2 separate regions of the Mus musculus genome follow, and region 1 is linked to region 2. A link is a contact called in public promoter capture Hi-C data. All regions are on one chromosome and are shown on one strand. The core of a region is the stretch at or near the end of the contact, and the rest is flanking DNA. Distances in the headings are between cores, read along the strand shown.

Region 1 (3,558 bases), core at 817-3,316, 100 kb after region 2:
AAAAATTCATGTCACTTCATATCTTTTTGTCACTCAATTTTCTTTGTATTTATTTTCCACACTTTAAGGGGTACTATATTAAAATTCTTAAGGCAGGAAATGTGATGGCATTATTTACCACTGTTTTCCTAGTACCTGACAGATAGCAGATACTCAATAAATATCTTTTCTTCCCTCTTTTTGGAAGCGGTGACTTGCAGCCAGAGCCTTGTGCATTCAGGACAAACACCCATCACTGAGCTGACACCTCCCAGAGTGACAGTGAGCATGCTAGGAGGATGCTTCAAGTCTTTAAGACAATTCTGTGGTGCATAAAAGAGCCTTACTAGCCATGGACTCCATACACATGTCTGAACCCCACACCAGTCCTCTCTGGGTGGCACTGCTACTTTGTTTTTTGAGACAGAATATCACTCTGTAGCTTAAAATGGATCCGGACCACTCTGCAGCTAAAGTAAACTTAATGGCAATATTCCTGTCTGAGCCTCCCAAGTGTTAGAATTATACCTCATTTCATAGGAGCAATTCATGAAAAAAAATGAAACTACACCCCACCCCATGGCCTTTAAAAAATAGGAAACAGTTTCCAAAAATAAAAATCCCCCACATTAATAACATGTGGCTTTTAATTTTTGTTTTTTTTGAGACAAGATCTCTCTATGTAGCCCTGGCTATCTAGGAACTCACTATGTAAGCCAGGCTGGCCTTGAAGTTTGTTTTATTTTTTTTTTAAAGACTTATTTATTATATGTGAGTACACTGAAACTGCTTCAGACACACCAGAAGAGGGTGTCAGATCTCATTACAGATGGTTGTGAGCCACCAAGTGGTTGCTGGGATTTGAACTCAGGACCTCTAGAAGGGTCAATGCTCTTAACTGCTGAGCCATCTCTTCAGACTGTTTTTGTTTTTTTTTTAAAGAGACATAATACAGTGTGGAAGAAACTGATATAAATCTCACCTTGTATTTTTCATTTGCAAATAAAACCGAGGCTCTGTGAAATTTGCATAGAGGGTTCTTGGGATCGATAACAATGGCTTTGTTTAGGGTATCCAAAGCCTTCTCAGACTTCTTTAGTGCATGCTGAACCTGTAAGAAATAAAGACTCGTCTTGATATTAATGAAGAAAGCCGATAATTTAAACCTGTGGCGAAGAATTGGCTTTGGCTCCCAGCAGGTCGCTCTTGTAGCCACCTGTCAGAGCCCTCTGGATTCTCAAATGAAAGACACAGTTCATTTGATATGCCTTGACTAGCCAGCTCAAGGGTTAGTCAATGGCTTGAAGCTTAATGGCTAGAAGCTCAATGGCACTTCTAAATTTCCCTGAGGCTAGCAAACGCCGCCCTCCGGTATTCCCGAGTTAATATCTTTTAAAATCTATATTTCACCTCTGCTACCTCAGACCCACCTGGGGAAGTGACCTCTAGGGCCACTTTCCTGGATTCTTGCACGTCGGCAGGCCCTTAAGTTTCATTTTTCTCCTGCCCTGTGATTCTCTCCTCTCTTTCTCCCAGCCCCTTGCCTGTGGAATCTAAAAGTCCTGCCTCTGTCTTCCAGCCCAGCCATTGGATGTATGGCAATTCTTTATTATCAACTGAAGCCAGCAGGGGGCAGTGACTCTCAGGGCTGGAAGCACAGCTTTTTGGGAGCCAAAATAAGACAAGCATTAGAATCTATCTCACTTTTTCTGTCCAAATTAAAAAACAAACCCAAAAACCTCTTCTCTTAGATATAAATTGAACATAACCATAACAATTGTATAGATAACAAACTATAATATATAATTAACATCCAGTCCATTATAATTGTCAAATAAAGCACTCTATCATCTGTCCTAACTTAAAGAGCTTACAAGTCTATATCTAAGTTTTGAAGATAAAACTTTTAGCAATCAGGCTGTGTAATCTAACTGGATTGTCTACAGGGGTTTAAGTGTCCTAAGTAATTCATTACTACCTGTGTTGTTTAGAACAAGAACGATTCATGTTTGAGTACTGGTAGGGCTGTTTGGATAGGATTGGGAGACCTGGTCTTGTTGGAGGGGGTGTCACTGAGGGCAGGCTTAGAGGTTTCAAAAGACCAGTCCATCCCAGTTTCTTTTGTTCCTTTGCTCCACCACCCTGAACTTTAATCCCCTGAAACTGTAGCCAAATTAAACACTTTCCAAGTTGCCTTGGTCTTGGTATTTTATCACAGCAACAGAAAGATTAGACACAAAGTGATTAACATATTATCTGTAATTTTTTCTAAGTCTAGCAAGTGCTCCATTTCAAAGAGCACTGAGGGCCAGAAAAACTCATCTGTGGGTGAAGACCTTAATCATAGTTCAATTCCCAGAACCCATGCACCCATGTAAGGTAGAACAAGAACCAATGTGACTGTCCCCTGACTCTCCCCCCAAAAAATAATTTTTTAAAAAAGCATCCTGTGCCGGGCGGTGGTGGCGCACGCCTTTAATCCCAGCACTTGGAAGGCAGAGGCAGGCGGATCTCTGAGTTCGAGGCCAGCCTGGTCTACAGAGTGAGTTCCAGGACAGCCAGAGCTATACAGAGAAACCCTGTCTCGAAAAACCATCCTGAACTCCAGAGATGTTAAATAATTTCTTACAGGATTAAAACCTAGGTCCTCAGACTTCTAACCCACCAGTGGAAGCCGAGGATGATACTCATGATTCAATATTTTAAAAAAGATTGATTCTGAATTACTTGTGTGTGTGTGTGTGTGTGTGTGTGTGTGTGTGTGTGTGTGTGTGTGTGTGTGTGTGTGTGTGTGTGTGTGTGTGTGTGGAGCTGGAATTACAGGCGGTTGTGAGCTGCCTGAAGTAGATGCTAGGTACCAAACTTGGGTCCTCTGCTTAACCACTGAGCCACTTCTCCAGCCCCATGATTTGATCTTTACAGCAGATAATTACCATGAAGTCTAAAAGTAAAACTTGGTTTTACCCTTCACAAGAAAAGCAGATAACACACTTTTAAAGGATTATTATGACCCTCTAAATATTAACCTGTGTTCAAAGAACTTGTTCATGAATCCCGTGTCACTCAATTACACCTTACAGCCTGGAGTATGTAAAACTGTCTCAAAACAAAACAAAACCCAAAATGAGTCACTGGAAAGACGGTCAATGCTTTTGTCTAAGTGCAGCTTGTTTGGTCCCAGCACTCATGTCAGGTGGCTCACAACTGTCTATAACTCCAGCTTCAGGAGACCTGATGCCTTTGGCTTCTCTGGGCATCAGTTAAGTAACGAAACAAAACATCATCTGAGACACACACACACACACACACCAAAACAAAACAAAAAACAAATAGAAAGAGTATACAAACACAGGGACTTCCCCCAGCTCCTCCTCTCTGGATCTGGAGCCTCACAGTAGCTCCGAGCTGGCCTTAAACTTGCTTTGTTTGATGAGAATGACCTTCAGTGTGAGTCACCTGCTCCTCCTCCTCCCTCTAAGAAGTGTTAGGCTGTAGGTGGGAGGGTGCTCAGTTTTAAGACTAAATCTATGGCTCCTGAGCCCCATGAGGCAGAGGCAGATTTCCCCACGATAAGTCGAA
Region 2 (3,522 bases), core at 449-2,948:
AACTCTTCAATGGAAATGATTCTTAGAAAACACTGTCCAAAATACAATAAAAATGAACTCAATTTTTAAAAAGTATTCAAGTAAAAATCTCCCATAGCAACTTAAATGAATCAGGTCAATGCAAGATAGGTAAGATCTTGAATTGGCCACACACATAAAGAGTCTATAATACATTTAAGAGAGTAATATTAAAAAAGAAATTAAAAAAAATTCAGAATTTCTTCTTCATTTTGAGGTAGTCCTAGAAAACAGGCAATTTTGTTGATAAGGGTTTCCTTGAAATATAAGGCTCATACAACCACCCTCAATTTTAAAATTTATGCCTCAACAGTAATTTCTACTCTGAAACACTTGCAAAAGAAGAAAGTATTTTTAATACACATTCAACAAACTCAACATGAATCATAGACCTAGATAAGTTAAAAACATTAATCTCCAAACTTCCTGGAAGAGAACATAAAGCACAAATTTCTCATGACCTTATGCTAGGCAAAACTCTCTCAGGACACAAAAGGCAAAAAGGACAAGGAAAAACAGATGAACTACAGTAAGTATTGCTGCGTAATGAGCATGCATTTTTAGAAATGTGGTTAGGCTATTTTGTCTTTTTTTTTTTTAAAGATTTATTCATTACTATATCTAAGTACACTGTAGCTGTCTTCAGACATATTAGAAGAGGTTGTCAGATGTCATTACGAATGGTTGTGAGCCACCATGTGGTTGCTGGAATTTGAACTCAGGACCTTCAGAAGAGCAGTCAGTGCTCTTAACCCCTGAGCCATCTCTCCAGCCCTGGCTATTTTGTCTTGATCTAAACATCCTACTCTGTACTAGTCTCCTCATAGCTGCTAGCACAGCAGACAGTAGATTAGCAGTGTAAAGGGTGTGCAGAAACTGGGATTCGCATTCACAGTTAATCAGAATGTAAAATGATAGAACAGCTTCAGAATACAGTTTTTAAAAGTTAAACACAACTTACTCTACAATTCATAATTAATTGTACTCCTAGGTACAAGCACAAACAGAAACATGTTCACACTGTATATGAATTGTCATATCAATATTGTTTGTATAGACAAAGGTGGAAATATGTCAAAGCATATCAAAAGATGAACAAACAAAATGTGGCAGAACCACATACTGAAGTACTCTTGGATCAAAAAGTAGCTGGCTGTGGTAGCACATGCCTTAAATCCCAGCATTCAGGAGGCAGGGGCAGGCAGAGTTCTATGATTTACTGGTTTATATAGAGTTCCAGACCAGCCAAGGTCATGCAATGAGACCCTGTCTCAAACTACAAAAAAAACAGTAAATAATTAAGTACTAATATAGTCAATATTATTCATAACTGTTAAAAGAACCATGCCAGATGAAAATAACTAGGCAGCAAAGGATAGTACCATCATTCCATTTGTGTGAAATGTCTAGAAGCAAATCTATTCAGACAGAAAATCAATCATGGCCCAAGGGAAGTGGAGAAAGAACACTGCTTTGCTTACTGGAATATGATGTTTATTTACAAATAGTGAAATCTTCTAGAACATTGTGAATCTTCTAGAACATTGCAATTGTTGCAGAGTTATAAAACTTTGCAAATAAAAATAAACTGTGTGTTAAACATTTATTTGCTAAGGCAGAGGGATTTGTGGATGTGTGTTGAGATCAAAGGGCAATTGTTTGCAGGATTTGGATCTCCTCCACGTAGGTCCTGGGGAATCAAACTCAGGCCATTTAGGCTTAGGAATAAATGCCTTTGCCCACTGAGATACCTCGCTAGCCCCTATTATGCATTTTGAAAGGTGATATGACATGAATTATAGTCACACATCAATTTTAAAAAATAATAACCAGCCTGGCATGGTGGTACATGCCTATAATTCCAGTACCCAAGAGAATGGGCAAAAGAATCCTGAGTTTTAGGCTAAGCTGTCTCCGAGTGAGTGAGTGAAAGAAGAGTGAATGTGACTTGAGAGACAGCAAGGAAAGGTACTTGCCACCACACTTGACAATTTGAGTTCTATCCCTGGAATTCAGAAAGGAGAGGGGGTGGGGTAATGATTTGGACATGAGCAAATAGTTTTGTTTTTTTTTGTTTTTTTTTTTTTTGTTTTTAAAGTCAGTATTTGGCAATGTACAGCCTGGGCTATACTATCTCAAAGAAAACAAAAGAGAGGACAGTGAACTATATATGAATTCTTTTCAATAAGGCCGTTTTTACAAACATGAAGTATTTTTCTCACTTGATCTAAAAGGTGAAATAAATAGGTGAAATACAGTCAGTGTGGTATAGTGCATATCCCTCTAGACCCCCCAGTCCCACCTACATAATCCTTTTTAAATATTTCAACTGCCCAAACACCACAAACACTTAAGTATCACCATGTAAATTCTTTCTCTAATAGGATCTGAACCAGTGTGGGAATGAAAATATGTTCTTGGGGTTGTTGATGGCTCAGTTTGGTTATGAGTACCGCATCTGCTGCTCTTCCAGAAGAACTGATCCAGTCCCAGCACTAAGTAGCGGTTTCATAGGACCCCGTGCTCATTCTGGTCTCTGTGGGCATCACATGTATGTGGTACATATATAACCAGGCAGAACAAAACACCAATACACAAAGATAGTAAAAACAATCAAACCTCAAAATAATGAGGCAGAGAGCATGAATTAAGCACACGGAAGGACAACTTAAGTGGCAAGCCACACAGCATTTTTTTGACACTACTCTAACTTATTAGACAGCTTATTACCTTTGTTGCATAAGAGATGAAGAATGATCCTAGCCTTTAGAGCAACCGTGAAACCTACAATACTCTTCCTTCTGAATTTAAGAGGTTCCCCCCACCCCCGCAGGGGGATGGATGGGTTTATTCCCAGGGCATCACCACGGGCCACGCCCCTTAAAAGTTTTTTTGTTTTGTTCTGTTTTTTTTTTTTTTTTTTTTTTTTCCGAGACAGGGTTTCTCTGTATAGCCCCTGGCTGTCCTGGAAGTCACTCTGTAGACCAGGTTGGCCTTGAACTCAGAAATCTGCCTGCCTCTGCCTCCCAAGTGCTGGGATTAAAGGCCAGCACGCCCGGCTCCCTTAAGAGTTTTAAATAACACAAAAGATATAAATGGTATCCTCTTTTTTTGCCTTTAAAAGATGGTTTTCAAAACGTGCATCAGATTCGTCTAGACGGCTTTGTTATTACAACATGGATGCTTGATTGAGTTCCAAACACCCATATGGCAGTTCACAATTGGGTGTTATCTCTAGTTCCAAGAGCAGGTTGCTATGATCTCTTCTGACTTCTTCAAACACTGTATCCATGTGGTATGCAGACATACAAGCAGGAAAAGCATTCATATACATACAAGAAAGCTTCGGAGTGACACTGGTTGAGCTTTGAGGCTGTTTCGGAGACCACTTATGAGAATAACTGTGAGGTCAGATGGCACATGGTATAGACTAAAATTTGAAATAACTGTTGTTATTTGCACTCTTAACCAGAGTCATCTTTCCAGCTCCATTATTATGGTACT

What was found. Capture Hi-C pulls out chosen DNA fragments and counts their contacts.
Region 1: a contact with region 2 is called in a promoter capture Hi-C map of liver. The contact joins two enhancer-like sites. A contact is called at or near these places in 4 of 9 other capture datasets (adipose tissue, embryonic stem cells, liver and 1 more).

Annotation. Positions count from the first base shown.
Region 1 is chr11:104,509,210-104,512,767 of GRCm38.p6, forward strand. Cdc27 (cell division cycle 27) reads right to left here. Exons shown (of 19, transcript NM_145436.2): 16 at 962-1,090. Among named protein-coding and RNA genes, the nearest start is that of Cdc27, 40 kb to the right of the region's middle. Within about 2 kb of position 2,067, at least 8 of the 459 cell types and tissues checked have an H3K27ac peak or open chromatin away from gene starts, as enhancers often do. A contact at or near this core is called in liver, where this site is marked.
Region 2 is chr11:104,405,938-104,409,459 of GRCm38.p6, forward strand. The region is part of intron 2 of Kansl1 (KAT8 regulatory NSL complex subunit 1); the gene reads right to left. Among named protein-coding and RNA genes, the nearest start is that of Kansl1, 35 kb to the right of the region's middle. Within about 2 kb of position 1,699, at least 4 of the 459 cell types and tissues checked have an H3K27ac peak or open chromatin away from gene starts, as enhancers often do. A contact at or near this core is called in liver, where this site is marked.